Regions from separate parts of the Sus scrofa genome. Here region 2 is linked to region 1. A link is a contact called in public HiChIP or PLAC-seq data. All regions are on one chromosome and are shown on one strand. The core of a region is the stretch at or near the end of the contact, and the rest is flanking DNA. Distances in the headings are between cores, read along the strand shown.

What was found. HiChIP or PLAC-seq counts read pairs in DNA pulled down with a chosen protein or histone mark.
Region 2: a contact with region 1 is called in an H3K27ac HiChIP or PLAC-seq map of alveolar macrophages. The contact joins two enhancer-like sites. A contact is called at or near these places in 1 of 47 Hi-C or Micro-C datasets (embryonic fibroblasts) and 1 of 2 datasets of contacts at active chromatin or transcription factors (alveolar macrophages).

Annotation. Positions count from the first base shown.
Region 1 is chr6:89,387,716-89,391,174 of Sscrofa11.1, forward strand. No RefSeq gene overlaps it. Among named protein-coding and RNA genes, the nearest start is that of AZIN2, 43 kb to the left of the region's middle. Within about 2 kb of position 2,081, at least 37 of the 83 cell types and tissues checked have an H3K27ac peak or open chromatin away from gene starts, as enhancers often do. A contact at or near this core is called in alveolar macrophages, where this site is marked.
Region 2 is chr6:89,618,385-89,621,813 of Sscrofa11.1, forward strand. PHC2 (polyhomeotic-like protein 2) reads right to left here. Exons shown (of 15, transcript XM_021095847.1): 6 at 2,197-2,349; 7 at 788-1,100. All of the region lies in intron 1 of LOC110261134 (a long non-coding RNA gene), which reads left to right. Among named protein-coding and RNA genes, the nearest start is that of A3GALT2, 57 kb to the left of the region's middle. Within about 2 kb of position 1,622, at least 31 of the 83 cell types and tissues checked have an H3K27ac peak or open chromatin away from gene starts, as enhancers often do. A contact at or near this core is called in alveolar macrophages, where this site is marked.

The sequences.
Region 1 (3,459 bases), core at 831-3,330:
GGCCTTGCTCAGTGGGTTAAGTGTCCGGTGTTGTCATGAGCTGTGGTGTAGGTCGCAGATGTGGCTTGGATCCCGAGTTGCTGTGGTTGTAGTGTAGGCCAGCAGCTACAGCTCCAATTCGACCCCCTAGCCTGGGAACCTCCATATGCTGAGGGTGTGGCCCTAAAACAGCAAAAAAAAAAAAAAAAAAAAAAAAAATCCCTGAGAAAGGATTATATTGCAGGCAATACATCATTCCTCTTTGTGTTCCTCTAACATGCCAGGCACATTTCCTTATAACCATAAATAGCTCTGTGGTCTTGAACCCTCACACCTTCAGATCTTTGCTCAGATGTCAACTTCTCAGTGAAGCCTTCCTGACCACACATTTTTTTCTGTTTGTTTTTAGTCAAGCCCACACCATGCGGAAGTTCTGGGGCCAGGGATGGAACCCAAGTCACAGCAACGACAACACGGATCCCTAACCAGCTAGGCCACCAGGAAACTCTGTGACCACACTCTTTAAAACTGTAACACTTCCACCTCCACCCCAGCATCTCATGATCCTCTCTGTAGTCTTTTCCCCCCACAGTTCATCATCTGGCATACATTTTACTTAGAATTAAGTTCTTAAAGACGGAGATAGGTTTATTTTGTTTACTGCTGTGTTCCTAGGGCCTAAAACACTGCTCTACACACAGATGTTCAATAAATAACATCAATCTTTCAAGCCTCAGGTTGGCTGTCTCCCTTTTTTCTAACTCTATGCCTAGGTATTGTTTCTCTGCGCTTTCACAGCTGAAGTGTTTACCCGTGTTAAAGAACTTGTCGATCACAATGTGTTGTGAATTTTTCTACTTGTCTTCCTGCAAACCTGTTAATTCCACAAAGAGAGGGAATGTTTTTCCTACTTCCCTGTGTCATCTCGAGCCTGGGTTTGTGCTTGGCACAAAGTGCTTCATGTCTTTTTGAATAAACAAGTCTTGGAGAATGGACGGAGGGTACCCCTGTACCTTGAGGCAAGGATATCTGGCCCCTTCCCCTCAGCTCCTGAACAGCAGCCTAGATCCTGCGAAGGGCTGACCACTGACTGGGACGGACCAGGGGCCTGCATGCTTCAGGGTTACACCAAAGAGGAGCGTGGGTCCACAAACCAGTGAACCTTAGCTAGGAGGCGGGCATATAGGATGTCTCAATAACCCTGCTCTTGATTTTGGGGTAGGACTGTCATATAAAATACAGGATGCCCAGTTAAATCTGAATTCAGAAAAATGACGGCTCCTTTTCCAGTAAACGTATGACCCATGCACTATCAGGGATATCCTTATACTAAAATACTGCTATTTACCTGAACTTCAACTTTAACTGACTGTCCTGCATTTTATTTTTATTTATTTATTTTGTCCTTTTGCCTGTTCTCGGGCCGCTCCCTCGGCATATGGAGGTTCCCAGGCTAGGGGTCGAATCAGAGCTGTAGCCACCTGCCTACACCAGAGCCACAGCAACGCGTAATCTGAGCCGCGTCTGCGACCTACACCACAGCTCAAGGCAACGCCGGATCCTTAACCCACTGAGCAAGGGCAGGGATCGAACCCGCAACCTCATGGTTCCTAGTCGGATTCGTTAACCACTGCGCCAGAACGGGAACTCCTCTGCTAACTCTGGAATCCCTACCCCGCAATTCCTTGCCTCTCTCTGGGTTGGTCTTCCCCATCTCCGGAACGGAGCTATCCCTGTGACACTTGCATCAGGGACTCCTCAGGCAGAGCAAACCACTCCCAAGGCCATCCCTCTGCTCCGAGGAGTCGTTTGGGAAGCGTGCTGGTCTCGGGAGTCGTTCTCGCTGGGTGAATATGAACGAGCCCCTGCCTCTAGGAGCTCACTTTTCTCATCTGAGCTTCCGAGCTGATGCAGCGCGGAAACCATGCACTTTAGACACCGCTTCGCGGAAGCTTGCCCGCGCCGGCAGCCGGAACTACCCGTCACACCCCCAAGTCCCGGCGGGAGCGTTTCCGGTTGCGTGAGGTCACTTCCGCGTCAGCGAGTCTCCTAGGCGTCGAGCCCTACGCTCTGGCGCCCTCTGCCTGAGCGGAGGAGGGCTGACTTTACCAAATGGCGAGAAGAGAGAGCCGAGCCCATTGGTTGAAAAACGAGCAGACGCAACACGCAGCCTCCACCAATGGAAAACCGAACCTTCGCCGGGGGCGGGCCCCCAAGGGCAAGGGGTTATCCTAGGACGCAGGCCGTGGGTAAGAGGATGTCTGGGTCCCTGGTCCGCTTGAAAGCCCCAAAGGAACAGCAGAAATGGCCTCTGCCCACCAGCTTCTTCCGCTTCCCCTTACAGAGGAGGAGAATCCCAGAGTAGACCAGAGAGCTGCAGGGGTCTTGGGAGGCTCGTCTCCAGTGTTCACCCCACTCATCTCATCCATTGCATCCCCGAGAGGAGACACCTGATGAGTTCACACAGAAAGCCGAAAATCATGGGCTTTGAATGAATTCTCGACCTGGAGGCCAAGGTGTTTTATATTTTAAAATTAGAGTATTTACTGTGTGCCATGCCCTGCCCTGCCCTGGCCCTTCCCTCACATTTTTTCTCTTACTCCGCACAAGCCTGTGAAGTGGATATTGTGACACAGACTCTGACCCTCAGTGCCTGTGTTGAAATCCTGGTTCTGCCAGTTATTACCTGTGTTTCCTGGGCTCCAGTTTCTGCATCTGTGAAATGGAGTAATAGACCTACCTCATACCCTAATTCTAAGGATTAAATAAATTAATATATTTAAAGTGCGTAAAACGCAACCGACGTCTGGTCACCATAGGAACCACTTAAGTTATTTCCAATTATAAATTAGGAGACTGAGGCTTAGATATGAAGTAACTTGCCTACAATGGATAGTCACTAGTGGAGGCAGGTTGGGAACCATCTCTGCCTACTCTGGAGGAGCTTCTCAGTCATGATCACACAGCCCTCTTCTTATGGAAGCCTGTGGGGAACATAATTGCCTTTAGAGCAGCACATGTGTTTATTTAGTAGGACCATATTACCAAATGACTGCTCTCTGAGTTTTTGTTGTTTTTTTTTGTTGTGTTTGTGTTTGTTTTTGTTTTTGCTTTTCAGGGCTGCACCCTCGGCATATGGAGGTTTCCAGGCTAGGGGTCTAATTGGAGCTGTAGCCGCTGGCCTATGCCAGAGCCACAGCAACGCCATATCTGAGCCACATCTGCAACCTACACCACAGCTCATGGCAACGCCAGATCCTTAACCCACTGACCAAGGCCAGGGATAGAACCCAAAACCTCATGGTTCCTAGTCAGATTTGTTTCTGCTGTGCCATGATGGGAACTCCTCTCTGGGTATTTTAATAACTACAATTAAGATGGTGAGGTTCTAGAACTTGTTCTGTACATCTTCAATGAAGACAGTGAGGCTGCAAGACCTTTCTCCTGCTAAATCTCATTTATATAAAATCAGGAAAAATA
Region 2 (3,429 bases), core at 372-2,871, 230 kb after region 1:
TATCACACTATATTGCATTGTCCATGTCTGTTGCCCCAGGCTGTGCCCTCCTTGGAGGCCAGGGCCCACATCTTACTGATCTCAGCACACCCGGAACTGGCCACATACCTGGTAAATATTAGTCAACAAATGTCTGTCCAGTGATGAGAAAATAAACTTCTCACTTCCTCCTCTCCCTGGGGGTAAGATCTTATATGCCTCTGGCTAGCCCCTGCCCTTTTTGCTGATTCTTAGAGGATTTTAAAATAGTCCAACTGCCAGAGTTCCATTCATGGCTCAGTGGCTAACGAACCTGACTAGGATCCATGAGGACGTGGGTTTGATCTCTAGCCTCGATCAGTGGGCTAAGGATCTGGCATTGCCGTGAGCTATGGTGTACGTGGCAGACCCAGCTCAGATCCCAAGTTGCTATGGCTGTGGCATAGGCTTGCAGCTGTAGCTCGATTCGACCCCTAGTCTGGGAAGTTCCATATGCCTAAAAAAAAAAAGTCCAACTGCCAACCTCCACCCTCCACTCTCAAGGCCAAGAGCGATGATTGAATCACCATGGTGCCCCTAGAGAGGAAGGTCTCATTTATTCCACTGAGGTGGCTTCCTTCTTTAAAGCTAGACTAGATGCACGAAACAGAATCTGGAGCTGATGAGCATCTCAGGAGGGTAAAGGGGAGTGAGAAACACATGGCTGACATCTTAGCATGTCTGTGGGAAAAAGGAAATTTTCAGTTTCCCCCGACGCACAGTCCTATGGCGTTTTCTGGGATAGGATCCTTCCTCCTGGAGCCCTTACCTGGTGCAATGAGGGGGTGGGTAGCCACAGCGGGCACCACCCGGCTGAGCCCAGCCCGGCCCTCCAAGCTCCCTGGCACACTGCCGTTGCCATCTCCCTTCTTGACTGGCTCCATCACACTGTCACTTATGCCAGGCTTGGCACCTGCAGGGGAACCCTGAGCAGTGTTTCTGCCCTGGGATGGGGTAGGCAGAGGCTGGCTACCACCTGGCGTGGGTTTCAGGGCCAAGCTGGGCAGGACGGGCTGGGTGGGGGTAGGGCCCGAGGCTGCTGCAGTTGGTGTCTGCTGTGTTCGGAGGGTCAAGTTCTGTACCTGGAAAAGAGGGGTCTATAGGAGTCCAGAGAATGTGGGTAGGAGTGATGCCAACACACAGTCCATGCAGGGAAGGAGCTGGGATGGATCCAGGAATGGCCGTACAGGGCAGTGGGGTGTAAAATCAGAAAGAGAGAGAATGAGCTAGGGGCTGAAAGAGGAACCAGGAGCAGGCAGAGTTTCTAAAGGGGACAGAAGGAGTACAAGTTGGACTGGATTCATCAGCAGGAGAAATTAAATTCTGAGCAGGGATGTCTGCCCCAAGTGGGGGCAGGCCCGGGCAGGGAAGTTAGGCTCGCTCTCCCTTCTTTCCTCCCCTCCTCCCCCGTACTACCAGGAAGGGCTGCATACCACTTAGCAAGAATTCCCAGATAGAGCGAGGCCTGGGGCTTCCCACACTGGAAAAGGCCAGGGCAAAAGTGAAAGTTAATTGAACAGTGAGGTCCCCGGGCGAAGGATTATCCCGTCCTCAGGATCAGGTTTACAGCAGGAGGAACATGCTTATTCAGCCCGGTCCCTGGTGCCCTCTGCTGGACACATGGAGGCTGTGCCAGACGCGCCTTTGACAAACCTGACCGTCTTCACCCTGTGGGTCCCCACAGTGCAGCTGGGGACAGTTCCTCTCCCCCACCGCCCACTGCATCTTTACGGCCACAGCAGTGTCTGTGGGCTCCCAGCAGAAGGTGGGGGCCCAAGGCTCATCTTTGGCTCTCTCTTCCATGTCATTTTTCCTGTTTCCTAGAGCTGCTAGCACGTGCTAATCAGAGTGGAATTTTCCTCTTAAAGACAACAGCCACGGAGGCTACCCTGGGGAGGGTGTAAGGTAAAAGGTAGTGACGATCACTCATTATTAGCAGGCACGCGTGCCTCAGCAGGCTGCTGACTCCTGCGTCAGGGGTGGCCGAGGCCTTCTCAGCGGGGAATGAGGAGCAAGTCTAGGAGCTTTAGGACATCCTGTCTCCCACCTGCTTTCCTCGAAGGTCCCAGTCTTTCCAGAGATGCAAAGCTCTTCCAGGGCTCGGGCCCATACCCCGTGTCAGTGCCCCTCTGTGGGGGCGCCCACCCCCCTGCCCTCCCACAAGCATGGAATCCTCACCTGGGCAGGGGTGGGGGGCCGGGCGGGGGAGCCAGTGCCGAGCTCAGGCTGCACAGTAGCGACGGTGGCCGTGGGCGTGAAGATGAGCTGAGGGGACAAAGGAACAGTGCCGCCTAGGCTCCTAGCTACCTGCACCAGGTTACCTGGCTGGGCCTGGAATCACAGGAAACGAGGCGCCTTTTACCTGCCCAATGTGGGCTCAGCCACAGGACACGACAGTTTAGCCGGGGAGCAAACGGGAAAGTGGGGAGGCATGAGAGGGGAAGAGTCCATGGGCTCTCCTGAAAATCTCAGGCGGCTTGTAGTGTCCTGAACCAGGCTGGGCGGTGAAGGGGCAGGGGTTGGGGGCCGTTCTGGGAGTGCACCCAGGTCAGGTTTACTTCAGCAGCCTCTGTGTGGAACTCCCCCCAGAGGGACCAACGATCACAGGACACGCTCAAGTCCCTCTCGGCAGCATCCCAGGGAGCAGGGCCGCTGGGCTGAAACAGATGCCCTGGGACCATATTCTAGATCTGAGTGACTCCCGATGCCAGGTTTGGGTCAGAACAGGACTCTCTGCCAGAAGGGACCAAATTAGCAATATTCTTAGGGTCATTTTTAGATTGGGCTCTGTGTGTATGTTGGGGTGTGTGTATGTGCACACGCACACACACGCAGAGACAACAGTGGTAGAGGAACCAGAATGCCCAGAGCTATACTTGTCTCTGCATTTCTTTCCATGGGGGTGCAGGTGACTGAGGGTCTCTGCATTTCACTCCCACCCCTGCGAGTCTAGCTCAGCATCTGTGGGGGCATGTGGTGTCAGCTCCTCTGAACTCACACGCCTGACTTTGAGGGGATGGTGGCCAGGCTGCCAGGCTCTAGCTGGGGCAGTTGAGTGGGACAAGGGACAGAGTAAAGAGAGGCCAGAGTGGGTCTGGGTGGGGTCACATGGGCTGCCTGGCTCCCTGGAGATGTGGAGGTCCATTCCCCACTGTGTGTCTAAGAGTCTATTCCCTGGGAATGGAATGACCTCAGTGAACTCAGAGTCAAGAGCGGAAGTGCTGGAGCAGGACCGGAAAAGCTCCCAGTGCCAAGTTCTGGGCACAGGAGCCAAGGGAGAGGTGGGGCTGTACAGTCTTCAGGATAGTGCATCGAGGAGCTGGAGGGAGAAGTCTTCGGAATGGGGACTAGGCGCCAGGACTCAGTGACCTGACCCCAGCGTACAGCGAGGCGCTCCTGCCTCCTAGGGCA